Linked DNA regions of Cricetulus griseus: region 2 is linked to region 1. A link is a contact called in public Hi-C data. All regions are on one chromosome and are shown on one strand. Each heading gives the region's core, a stretch centred on a gene start, on an enhancer-like site or on the middle of the called end of the contact. The rest is flanking DNA. Distances are from core to core; before and after follow the strand shown.

What was found. A called contact is a pair of places that touch in the nucleus more often than the background predicts.
Region 2: a contact with region 1 is called in a Hi-C map of fibroblasts, with 5 times the contacts expected there. The contact joins the enhancer-like site here to the promoter of Thg1l in region 1. A contact is called at or near these places in 5 of 8 Hi-C or Micro-C datasets (the CHK-Q cell line, the CHL-YN cell line, the CHO-K1 cell line and 1 more).

What each region holds. Positions count from the first base shown.
Region 1 is chr7:60,505,520-60,512,275 of CriGri-PICRH-1.0, forward strand. It overlaps Thg1l (probable tRNA(His) guanylyltransferase), which reads right to left and starts at 4,264. Exons shown (of 5, transcript XM_027425277.2): 1 at 4,050-4,264; 2 at 2,605-2,781; 3 at 1,115-1,284. The coding sequence starts at 4,240.
Region 2 is chr7:60,770,298-60,777,080 of CriGri-PICRH-1.0, forward strand. All of the region lies in intron 24 of Cyfip2 (cytoplasmic FMR1-interacting protein 2), which reads right to left. Among named protein-coding and RNA genes, the nearest start is that of Fndc9, 24 kb to the right of the region's middle. Within about 2 kb of position 3,909, at least 3 of the 6 cell types and tissues checked have open chromatin away from gene starts, as enhancers often do. A contact at or near this core is called in the CHO-K1 cell line and fibroblasts, where this site is marked.

The DNA of each region.
Region 1 (6,756 bases), core at 3,014-5,513:
TATAGACTTTTATGCTTCCAGGAACTCACAACCCAGTTTCTCTCCACTTTTACGTACACAGATCTCAGAGACATTTAGTGGCTTGCCCAGTCTGCCTACATAGGGAACAGACAAGGAAAGGGCTAGGTATGTAAAACTTATTCCCTGGTCATTTCAGTAATGCCTTATGCAAATATGTTGACTTAGGTGTTCACTATTTCATTATTTCAATTTGTTTCCAATTTTTCTGGCAAAATTAAAAATGTGCAACTACAAGCTTTATTGTAGTCCTGTAAGACAGGCATTACAACACAAATACCACTCATGCTCTGTAAGTTCACAGAGCAGTAAGTAACTCCAGGGGAATAGCAGGGAATAATAGGTACTGTGCAGCTTATGACTTTGTGTGTGTGTTTCAAAGTAAAAAGTTAGCTGCCACCACACAGGCTTTGCATAAACAGAGTGAAAATACAAGACTGCCTTATCTTCTGATCTTAAAAAGCAAATGGGGTGGGAGAAATGGCTAAATGGATAAGAGTTCTTGCTGTGCAAGCCAGAGAACTTGAATTTGGATCCCAGCACCTGTGTAAGAAGCTGGGCATAGCTATGTGCACCTGGAACCCCAGACCTGTTGGAGACAGGAGGATCTCTGGGATGTGCTAGCTGTCAGACTTACTCCAGGAGTAAAGCAGAAAATAGTGACAGAGCAGGACATCCCACTTCTTCCTCTGGCTCTACAACACTTGTAGAGGCAAGCACACGTAAGTACATGCATGCACACATACATCCATATACAAACATACACTTATACACATGTACACACATGTGCACACAAAAAACTACAGGTAATTTCCCTGTAAAATCACCTAACTTATCAAATATTGTTAAGTATTTAGTATACGAGAGAGAGCTGGGTGTGGGAGTACACACACTATAACTCAGGCCTTTTAGAGTTGTGGCAGGATTTAAAGTCAGCCTGGGCAAGACAGCAAGACTCCTTTGAAAAGAAAAAAACTTTTTTTTTTAAATATTTGACTCCAAACAACATACCAATAAGCCAAACTTGTATCAGACCCACAGCTTTAATGTACAGATTTGGTAGTTTGACTTGAACTGTGTACACTGTGCCACTTACAGTCTGCCTGTCGCCAACTGAGGTAGTCCTTCAAGGTCTGGTTGCTAGGATACAACACAACTCTTCCATCAAATCCTGGGGGATACAGAAGAGGCTGGTCCGCAAAGTAATCCCGCCAATAAAACACATAACTGGAGGCGAACTGGGAGGCCACGAGAGTCATGAACTTACTTGCAAATGAAAGACAGGTTGGGTAGAAGAAGGGAAGAGAAAGTGTTTGATATTAATTCGACACCAAGATAGGACCTGTGGATGCAACAGAGAAATTACACAAACTGTCCAACCAGCCAGAAGACAAAATATATTCAGCTAAGAAAAACTGAAAGTTTTTGCTGTATGTTTTAAATGTAGCCTGCCTCTATCTACTTAAGTTACTTACTATCTTAGTTAGGGTTACTATTACTGCAATGAAACACTATGACCAAAAGCAATTTGGGCAGGAAAGGGTTTATTTGGCTTATACTTCCACATCACTGTTCATCATTGAAGGAAGTCAGGAGAGGAACTTACACAGAGCAGGACCCTCGAGGCAGGGACTGAAGCAAAGGCCATGAAGGAGTACTACTTACTGGCTTGCTCCCCATGGCTTGCTTAGTCTGCTTTCTTATAGAACCCAGGATGACAAGCCCAGGGATGGCACCACCTACATGATCTTGGCCCTCCCCCATCAATCACTGACTAAGAAAATGTCCTACAGGCTTGCCTACAGTTGGGTATTCTGGAGGCATTTCCTTAATTGAGGTTCCTTCTCAGATGACTTTAGCTTGGTTCAAAATGACATAAAACTATCCATCATACTCCAAATTTTCCTCCATAGGATGTAGTATAAGTTTTTGGTTTATGATTTTGTTGTTGTTTTGGCATTGTTTTCAATATTGGAAGAAAGGGAACCAATATTTTAAAAACATACCAATTCATCCTATAATTTGATTCCTCTAAGAGTTTCAATCTACTACCAAGTTAAATATCAACTTTATCTCCTTAATTAAAAATATAAATAATACTTTAATGCATGGAAGGAATGACACTGGCAATGAATCACTAATACTCTATTTTTCTACTCTGTTTACAGTCTAAACATTAAATGAAGGTCAGTCTGGAAGCTGGACTGATGGGATATAGATGGGAAAGAGTCAGATAAAGAAGGCACCTGGAAAAATAGATCAAAGTGCTCGAGGGTCCTGCTCTGTGTAAGTTCCTCTCCTGACTTCCTTCAATGATGAACAGTGATGTGGAAGTATAAGCCAAATAAACCCTTTCCTGCCCAAATTGCTTTTGGTCATAGTGTTTCATTGCAGTAATAGTAACCCTAACTAAGATAGTAAGAGTGCTCAGTCTTCAATGGAAGGAAAAAAAATCAAAGTAGGAAATGTGCATTTTGTAGATGCAACATTCGCCTGAAATCTTTAAGATCTCAGCCATTGTCAAGATAATCAGAAGAGCAGAGAACAGGAGAAAACACCCAATAGGATGCTGGTTTTAAAACTCACCTGGCTCTTCTTTTAAACCAATTGCTTTTCCGCCTGAACACAAAGCTGTACTCATCGCTCTGTCCATATGCAATGACAATGTCCTCCAGCTCCTCCATTACTGTCTGGGCACATTTGGTCATCAGCTGGAGAGCTCGACTGTCATTAGGTTTTGCAAAGCTGTGCTTCTCGGCAAACCTTCAGAGAGGAAAGAGAAGGACACAGATGGTGGAGAGTCTGTCATTACCAACAACACAGAGCAGTTAAGAAGGGACAATGCTACAAGCATGCTACTAGCTATAGCTTAACATAATTCCTTGAGAACTGCAGCACAGAGATGGAGAAATAGCTGTGTTATAAATATGAAGACCAAGTTCTATCCCTGAAACATAAAAGGGGGGAGGGCTTGGTGGCACCTGCCTGTAATCCCAATGCTGGATAGGTGGAGACAAGAGGATTCCTGGGGCTTAGATGACCACCAGGCTACAGTACTTGGTGAGTTCCAAGGAAGTTCCGTGAGAATCCCTGTCTCAAAAAAGACAAAGTGGCCAGGTGGTGGTGGTGCACATTTTCAAGCCCTGCACTCAGGAGCAAGAGGCAGGTGGATCTCTGTGAGTTCATGGGCAGCCTGGTCTACATAGTGACCAGGCTCCAAATTTACAAAGAGAAACAAAAAAAGACAAGGTGGACAGCTCTGAAGAGTGGCACTCAAAAACTGACCACACAATTGCATACATATAAGGACATATAGAAAAAAAATGCATTTTCTTTTGTGCTTTGACCAGTTGACAAAAAGAGATATAACTACTAGGCTTCAATTCACTTTCCTATTAAGTTCACCTTACTGGGTAAATAGAGAATATTATCTTATTAGTCCTGATGATAAGGAAATGAAAATGTAATTATATATGGCGCTTATTAAGTGCTCAGTACACACTATTATAGCTCTATGTACTTATACAGTTATAAAATGATAATAACTAATAATAACGTAGGCCTTTATGGAAATTAAGTTCCCATCGGTTCACATTGTCTCCCTCTTTTTTCAGCTGACTATAGTGCAGTAGGTCCGTGTAATCTGAAACCGACAATGAGAAAGGGACACACTGTCAACTCCTGCCCACCGCTCGGCTTACAGAAGCCTCTCAACAGTCCGCCCTCAAAGATACCAGAAAGGTTGCACATCTGGCTGGAGTTTAAGGAGTGGCCCGGGAAATGGCTTTCCCCCCCGACAAAGTTCATTCAAACTGGTTTCTCCTTAAGTAGCACGGACTCTTCACAGATTACACTATCCAGCTTCTTTCAAATATTTCAACCAGCTAGCAGCCCAGTCTGACTGTAGCAAGCCTTTCCGGTGACGCTCAATGCTGAGTGTTCATTGGCTGCCGCGTTACCCCAGTAACTGGGAGCCGCGCATCTCCCGGAAGTTCAGGCATCGCACGCGGTCTCCCGTCCTTCCAGCTCACCGGTGGAAATTCCGGCCGTCCAGTCTCACCACAACCCAGCAGTGCGGCAAGCAGGTATCGTCAGCCTCAAAATCCCGCACGTACTCAAACTTGCTCTTGGCCATGGTCACCCCCAACCTCAGGCACCGTCTTAAAGTAACGGAAGTAGCGGCCAAGCGACTGCGGATCTCAGCAGCGCTGAAAGGCCACATTCCTCATGGGGAAGCACTGGACGGGCCCCACCCCGGAAGTTCCTGTCGCTGTCGGAGCCGCTCTAGCTACAGTGGAGGTTTCTCTCTCGACTCTCCGTCTTCAAGTCAGCAAGTTGCCAGGACTGTGTCCTCCAGGGCTGTGTCTCTACCCCCATCCTTCAACAAATCACTCTCACGAAGCCATCAAACGCTGTTTTGTGACCAAGTTTGAAAGTGTGGTTGTGACTTCTTTTGTCTCTTTGTAGCGTTTATAAATTCCTTGCAAAGACTGAAATACACCAAATTATCACTTTATAGCTCTGTGGGTAGGGCCTTCCAGATTCTTGTTGGTAAGTTTAAACAAGGAGCATAAAATAGAAATCAGTCTGCTGTACAAATTTTGTATTTTATCCCATTGACCTTGTTTTTTTTTTTTTTCCACTTTTGAATTACTGGTTGTTCCAAAGATGTGCGATTTAAACAAAGAAAGTGCCAGTGAGACAGCTCAGTCTATAAAGGTGTGATTACTTAAGTTTAGTCCCTGGGAAGCCACATGGAGTGACCTTTCCTCAGGCTCCCCAGCAGCCAATACCAGAGGCATGTTACCCTGCCATATGCCATCAGGTGAATTTAGACTTTGTACTCATCAGTATATAGTAATTTTGTATGTGTATGAGTTTGTGTGCGTCTGTGTTTATGTGCACGTGGAGGTCAGAGGTGGACATCAAGTGTCTTCCTCAATACCTCTCCCTCTTAATTTTTGAGACTGTCCCTCACTGATTCAGCTAGACTAGGTGGCCAGCAAGTTTTATGGAGCCACCTCCCCAGTCTTGAACTCATGAATCTTAAAAATGCATTTCCCAACTTTGCCCAGTGGCATAGATGAAATGGCACCCTGTAAGCAGTAGATATCAGTTCTTGATTGCCAGCACCACTCCTCATAAATTCCTACAAGAAATGACTGCCTCCAAGTTAGTTGTGTCAAGGGAAAACACAAAGTGAGACTGGGATCCATGTTGTGCCAGAAGGGAAAGAACTGCTCAGAGTAGTAGAGGATGTGACAAAAATGAATTTATATGGGGAGTGATTCCAGCAGGCAAATTAGAGATGATTTGAACATCAGTAAGAACTATGGTAATTGATTATGATACATGGAAAAGGTGAAAGCCCACAACACCATAACAATACCTAAACAACGAAAGCTTTGTTTGACAGTGTTGGGTAATTGTTATACTAGCCACTAACTTCTTACACTGCTAATTGGTGTTTTTTTTTTTAATTTTGGTTTGGTTTTTTGTTTGTTTGGCTTGGTATTTTGAGACAGGGTTTCTCTGTCTAACAGCTCTGGCTGTCCAGGAACTGGCTTTGTAGAACAGGGTGGCCTCAAACGCACAGAGATCCTCCTGCCTCTGCTTCCTGTGCTGGAATTAAAGGTGTGTGACAAACCACTGCCCGACCTGATACTTGGTTATTAAAAGGAACAGGAATTTGCTTTGTCTCTTAATATAGATTTGTAATTCAGTACCAGTTGATGAGGGGAAGTGCTTTACACAAGAATGTTGACTAGTTTCAAACATGGAGTGGTGGACTCAGAGAATCAGGTTGCTCTATGAAATAATTCAAGCATAGATCACTAATGGATACTAACTCTGTGATTTATGTAATTTGTGAAAAAAATGCCACATCCCCCAAATCTGTTGGTATTGTCTCACAAATTGTTTGCCTAGTCCCAAAATAGAAAAACACAGTCACAAGCAAGAGCACTTGCTACCTTCAACTAGTCACCAAGGTAGTGCCATTGGTTGTGCTAAAACTACAGCCACTGGAGATCCTTGTGAAGGCAACATGATAAACACACAAGGTTGGTTAGAGTTGACTGAAGTATTAAACGAATGGGTCACAATCTTCCCCACATCTTAAAATTAGAGGATGCTCTTGAAATTGCCAAGTTCCAGGCTTCTTACAGAACATTTTCAAATATGATCCAGGCAATAGTATGCTTTATTTCTTTTAAATAATTTCCTCTTTGCATCTTTTTAAAGAGGAAAAAAAAAACCAGATGAGGGTGTGAAATCCCTTTGAGCTGGAGTTACAGCTGCTTGTGAGACCCCAGATGTGGGTACAGGGAATTGAACTCCAGTCCTCTGAAAGAGCAGCAAGTGGTCTTAACCAATAAGGCATCTCTGCCACACCTTTTAAGACTTAAAAAGTTTTTTTTTTAAAGTCACAGATGAAAACCTTAGTGTACTTACTAGGATAGTAGGATAAGTTAGTATAGTTTGGGTAGGTGTACTACTACATAGGTTTGTGTCGAGATATACACCAAAACCTAGTAATGACTTGCCCAGAAACTCCCACTTTCTTTCCATCCATTTATCTACCAAATCCTCAGTGGTTTTGTGGTGCTTCTGGGGTTTCTATTGTTGTGTGAGTTGAAGTTAAAACTTTGTGTTTACTTTCCTGATTTCCACCACAAATGAGGTAGGATTCACCACAGGAGTTTCTAGCAACTTGGGCCTTTACCGATGCTCTACTGT
Region 2 (6,783 bases), core at 2,659-5,158, 260 kb after region 1:
GAGTATGAATTGCAGCACAGTGAGGACCTCCCTGGCCATTTTAACTAGAGCAATACAGTGGATTAGGATTGTATGCGATCCTTTTGCTGGCCCATGGAGGAACTGGCTGGGCCATTTTGTGCCCTAACATTTTACCTACTAGTCAACCACCTCCTCACTTTTCCTTGGTTTATTGAGTCTCATGTAGTTAAGGCTGGCCTTGAACTCAATACATAAACAAAGATGACCTTGAACTTTGAATTCTTCTGCAACTACTTTCCAAATGCTAGGATTACTGGTGTGTGCTGCCACAACTGGCTCTTTTAGCATGTTCCTGACTCAGGTCTACCACAGAAAAGAGTGGCCTTCAGAGAAATTAGGTTTGACATAAATCTCCCACATTGGGCACAATGAGAAAGCATTATCTTTGTTTGTTTCCCCCTAAAACGGAAGGCAAGTCCTCTACCTGTGACCAGGGGGAGAAAGGTGCCAACGGGGACGCGCTCTCCTGTCTACCTGCAGGTTCCACATGGCTTCTTTCTATTCTGGATTGAACAGCTTCCCAGGTGCATTAGAATTTGAATTTTCTTGACCTTGAACTGACACTTCCTGGTGGTGAATCAGAGTTAGGGCTGAGTTCAGCACCATCACAGAGAGAAACAGCAGCTTTGGAGCATGTGTTACCAAAGCAAATCCTGCATGCACGTGGGTAGCTGGAAGAAACTCACTTTCATAACTTTGCTTCTTCCTGGTGTGCTGTGACCTGTGACCTCTGTTTTCTAACGCTTTTGGTTCCCGGTCGGTTTTCTTTCCCCTCTTCCAGCTTTGCATGATGACAGCCTTGAACCTCCCATGGAAAGTCCCAGTGGATGTTTTGTCACAGTGGCCCTGACTGTTCTGAATCGTTTGAAGGAACACTGAAGACACTGAGTCATTTTAGCCTTAGCTGTCGAAGCATGAGGCTCCTAGGTCATCCTGCTGCATAACTGTCTTCAGGATTGGGTATTGAGAGCAGCTCAACATAAACACTTCTCAACAACACAGAATGTGTAACCACACACAGGCTCATTTGTTCATAAAGTACTTTTACAGCTTTTTAACAAGCCAGGACGAACAAAAAAGTCTTTTGTGTATGTGCATGTGTATTTGTGTGGGTGACAATGCATGTGTGGAGGTCAGAGGACAATGGTGTTGTGCACATGTGTGTGATGTACATGGGCGGAGGTCAGAGGGCAACCTCAGATGTTGGTCCTCACTCTCTAGACACTGGCTTTTGTTGGCTGCTGCACACATCAGTTTGGCTGCTTTGTGAGCTTCCAGGGATCTCCGTGCCTCTGCTTCCCATCTTGCCATAGAAGCCCCGGGATTAATGGATGTGCACTACTGCATCCAGGTTCTGGGGCTCATAGATGCCCACTAAGTGCATTCAGGTTCTGGGGATCTGAACACAGGTCTTCACACTTGTCCTACAAGTACCTTACCCAGGGGCCCATTTCTCCAGCCCCAGGATGAGTTTTCTAAAGTGAGAAACCACTCTACAAGAAGAAATGCTTACCCAGACCAGTGGCCAGCACCTGTGTATTAGAGTTGGAAAGGCATGAGAGGAGTTCGAAGCCAGCCCTGCTTGTATAGTAAGACCTCTGTCTCTGAAGCAGCAGGTTCCCTGTTGCTTCACTTGGGGACTGCAGTGTGAGCATTCTTCTTCTGCAGAAGTTGCTCGGGGTGGAGCCAATGAGTGGAGCTGCTATTCAGTTCCATCTGTGCAGATCAAGAGTCACGCTAATGTTTATTACCCCTGTGACACCCATGAATGCAGTATGGTGAGGGAAGCAGTGACTAGAGAGCTAACAGGACCCAGACCTACTGTACCATTCACTGTCGGCAGAACCACGTGAAAGTGACCAGGCTTTTGGAATCAGGATGCAAAAAGGACTTACTGTAAGGAACCCATATCAAAAGCCTTCAAAGGGTCTGACTGATAATTTTGCACTGCTTTCTGCTTTAACCTTTTCTTTCCCTATTACACTTCATTTAAAATTGAGAGCCACACTCTAGGATGTTTGCAACATGCTAAACCTTTTGCGGGGGGGGGGGGCTTGGCTTCTCTGGGCTAAAGGGTATTATAAAGATTCACTGTGCTTATGTTAAAAAAGACCCCCTGATCCTAAGGATGACAGATTCATGTGGAAAATGGCATTTGACTCTAGTAAGCTTTGCTCCTGGGTGAAAAATGGCCATTTTCAGCTGACCAATCTCAAAAGAGTGTTTTCTTAAGGAATGTTTGGCTTTAAGTCTTAAGGCAATAAAAAGACAAATTCCACTCATGTATTAGGTATCTGTTTTTGTCAAATAGGCTGCAAGAACTGACTTAGCAAAGGAGGGTGAGGGCCTCCCCCTACCCCCATCTGGACTCTGGTTTTTTGGTATGAAGGGGGCTTGGGGCCAGGGCTAGCCAGCAAGCACAAGCTCTAAACATTCCCTTATATGGACACATATGTTGTTAGTGTGAGTGCTTCCTGAAGGGCCCGTGGAGCAGGCCAGAAATCAGGCTTCCCACACCCACCACGACCCTCTGCATGGAAAGTATGAGCCCTGCTTTTCAGTCCTCATTTGAGCCTCCATTAGCAGAGAAAAGCCCACCCAGGAATGCTACATTTGTCTCTGCTGGACAGGCTTCTGGGTCGCAGAAGCTCACTGCAGTGCAAGCTAAATACATCTGCATTTAATTCTCCTCTCTGGGGTGGCTGCAGCATGGGTGCCGATTTCTTACCCTCTTCTGAATAACGACATTGATGGCCCCCACCCCCACCCTTTGGTTGTCAAGGGAATAATAGAATTATTTTCCTGGATCAGATTGGGAAATACCTGTAGCCAAGACACTGCGGCCTCTGAAATGCTAATAACACCAGCACTTTCCTTTTGACAACCTGCAGGGCGAAGTCTTCATTTGGAACCAGCTCGAGTTGACACCTGTCTAACTTCCGCTCATCTGACTCTCCAGCCCTCTAGATAATACACATTTAAGTGTGCAAATGTTTCCTTTTAAGGAAGACATAAGTGTGTAGTGCAATAAATTCACAGGACTGAGACTGTAAAGTAGGTGAAGCCCCTCTTCTCGAATTGCCATTCCCACCACACTCTTCTAAGCTTGGCTCACCAGACTTTTAAAACTAACAGAACAACCAATTTTATAGGAGGAAGGCTGGCATACAAAAATCTGGCCAAAAAAAAAAAAAATCCTTCAGGAAGTAAGCAGTGGCTATCTTAACACAGCAAGCGTGTGATTTTTGTTTGGTTTCTGCTTATCTGGGATTTCCAACAGAATTTACTCCAATTGTCCACTCAGGGAAAAGAAAGAGAAGAGGCCAGAGGTAGAAGGTCAGATGCGGGCTGGATCACTCAGCTGCAGAATGTAAAGCTGTCAGCCACCCAGCTGCTGTACCTCACAACCTTAACTAGCTCGACAGTGGGCATGTCTCTGTCCCTCAGTAGGTGGCTTCTGCACTCTGAAACACAGCTGGCTCTCAGCCCATCTCTTGTGCTAGCAACAACCCTGGCGAAATCAGCACCCTCAGAGCCATAATGTTTTATCAAAAGACACTGTTCAAAAGGTCTGATTACAGAGAGACATCGTTAACAGTTCACGAAGATGTGAGGAAATAAAAACTCTCTAACATGGCTGAGTTAGAATAAAAATTAACCAGGTTATAAAATTGTCCGGCAATGTGTAGTTTTGCCATCTGCAAAATGTGAAGTTGCCCTAGATGAGGGACTCTCATTAGGGTCGGGCACTCTCTGGAGCCATCATTTTATCTAAAGAGGATGTTACTGCCATCTAGTGGACAGAGTCCAGAAATGCTGTTCAGCATCTTATAGGGCATAGTACAGGCCTCCAACTAAGGATTATCTGGTCAGCAGGGCTGAGGCCGAGAACTGACCGGTGTCTGATTCAGTGGGTTGGAACGATGCCCTCAGCAACAGGCTGTGCTGTTGTGTCTGTTGTGACTGTGGCCCACTGCACTGCAAAGATAGATAAGCCACAGCTACAAAGGTATGTGGGGTGGCTGTCTCAGAGCCTGTGTGTGTGTGTGTGTGCTGGGGAGGGGTCTTCTGTGTTTCACACAAATGGGTGTGTGTGGGAATAACACACAACTAGCTGACGCTAAACACACACACAGTGTGAATCAGAACGTGGAAATCACCAAGGCTAGGCAATAAAAAAGAAACAGATTAGATTCAGTAGCTGTTAACAGCCTACTGGACAGGTATCAATAGATACTTGATAAACAATCAAGTTGGGTGTGGTGATGTACACCTGTGATCTCAGCACACAGGAGGCTGAGGCAGGAGGACCTCGTGCTTTGAGACCTGAGACTGTCTCAAACATCAACATAGCATTTATCCAGCACCTAGAAGGAAGACATTATTTCGATTTGGAAACAAACAGAATTGAATTTTTACCTTCTACTAAACATGGTGTGAATTCCAGATAAAAGACTCAGTGGTTTGTTTCAGCTTGAAAGGCTAAACCAACCACAACAGGGGAAACTGATGAATAGATCCACCCTCAGCAACAACTCTTCAACTAAAGCCAACTATAATGTATCTACTATGCATAGATAGATAATATGTAAAAAACACCTACAGGCCAGTGAAGAAACCCAACTAAGAAGTAAGCAGAAACTCTTAACATCACTTTATCTAAGAGGGAGTTCAACCACACACAGCAACTGATGCCCTTAGATGAACCAAAACCATAATGAGATGCTGAGACACACCTAGGATGACTGTGATCAAATTCAACTGTTTACCTAATGATAGTATGTTTATAGCAAAAGACACATTCAATATTTACCACATCTAATCCATAAGAGTAACCAAATGCCAAAGGCACCAAGGCTCACTTTGTTAGTGACAAAATACCCTATTAAGTGAAGGAAGAAAAGGTTTCTTTTGGTACAGTTTTAGGTCTCAGTTCATCGTGTGGCAAGGCAGAGAAGCCTGTGTAACAACAGCCAGAGAGCAGAGAGAACATACCTGCATTTGTGGCCTTCTTCCTTTATTCTTTTGTTTGTTTTTCAAGACTGGGTTTCTCTGTGTAACCCTGGCTGTCCTGGAACTCACTCCATAGACCAGGCCTTGAACTCAGAGATCTGCCTGCCTCTGGCTCCAGAGTGGTGGGATTAAAGGTGTGTGCTACCACCTGCTGGCCTCTTCCTTTATTCTTAAAGATTTTTTTTTTAGTATGTGAGTATTTGCCTGTGTGTGTGTGTGTGTGTGTGTGTGTGTGTGTGTGTGCGCGCGCGCGCGCGCACTCCACTTGCATGTGGTGCCTGTATACGCCAAAAGGGGGTGCTAGATACCTTGAGACTAGAGTTACAGATGGTTCATGTGGGTGATGGGAATTGAACCTGCGTCCTCTGCAAGAACAGCAAGTGTCCCTAACTCCTGAGCCATTTCTCCAACCCCATTCCCTCCCCTCTTCCCAACCCATTAGCAGCCTATGGGATTATGTCATTTACATTCAGAATAAGTCATTTCCTGCCATCTCTCTAGTCAAGTCTTTTTGGAAATGTCCTTCACAGATAGATCTTCACTCACCTGCTAGGTGCATGACACAATGAGACTGTTAAGATAAGCCATTAGCACCCAATACTCTAAAACACAATTCAATTCACAAACACAGTGAGCACCATCTAAAAGAAAAACTGCAGCACAGGCAGCAACAGATGATGGACATCAGACAGAAGGGCAAAACACAATGCACAATTCCACTTAGCTTCTAAAATAAAACTAAGCTCTGGGGCAGCCCTCAGAATCATGGCTGCTTTGAAGCTACGAGAGGAGGCATGAAGAACTGTCTACAATGGCACAGTGACTGTTCTGTTTCTAGACTTGGTGGGGGTTACAGAGGCTTGTGCTTGGTCAAGCTATTCACTTAAGATTTACACACCTGACTGCACATGTTCCTTAAAGAAAACAGACAGCCCCCCCCAAAAAAGAGAAGAGCCAGGCACATCATCTTTGTACTCCTATCACACCCCCAATGTGGAGACCCACAAGCATATAATAATGAAGAAAATGCACTTATCCTTTCAAATGTGCATTCTGTATACCTTGACATTAAAGCTGAGTTACCTCTGTCACTTCAGAAAGCCAGGTCACAGAAGAAGAGAACATACCATGCAGCCTACTTATCAGTGTAAAAGTCATGACAACTGAAAGCTGAAATCTATTAGGAGAAAGCAGAAGGTGCAGCAAAGACACACGAAAGGACTTCTTCCTCCTTGCAGCTATCCACTCCTGCTATTTTTAACTAGTCTTTAGAGATCAATGCTAACACGCCAGTATGAGTTCCAGATAGGAAATTAAGTCTAAGTGTCTCCATTGACTTCTAATCCAAGTCCCTTTCCTGAAATCTAGAGACAATGGCTGCTGATCACGCAGCCTTATGAGTTCCTATTTTATTCTTCAATGCATTATTTTGTAGGCTGTTTATTTTACATATGTAACCTCTCTGGCCATGCCTTGCCCTAAAGATGAAAAACTACTGTTTACACAGCTCTTCTATGGAAGGCTGTGGCTTTCCCCTTCCCTCCCTCTGCCTCCCTCTCCCTCCGTTTCCCTTCCCTCCCACCCTAATTCCTTCCCTTTCTCCTCCCTCCCCTCCCCTCCCCTCCTTTGCCCATATCCTCCCCTCCTTTCCCGCTTCCTTTGCTTTCTTAATGGGAATAACTGACATACCACTTACCTATTTAATTTCCACTTTCTAAGCTAAAAAAAGCTCTAGGACTCTCATGCCCT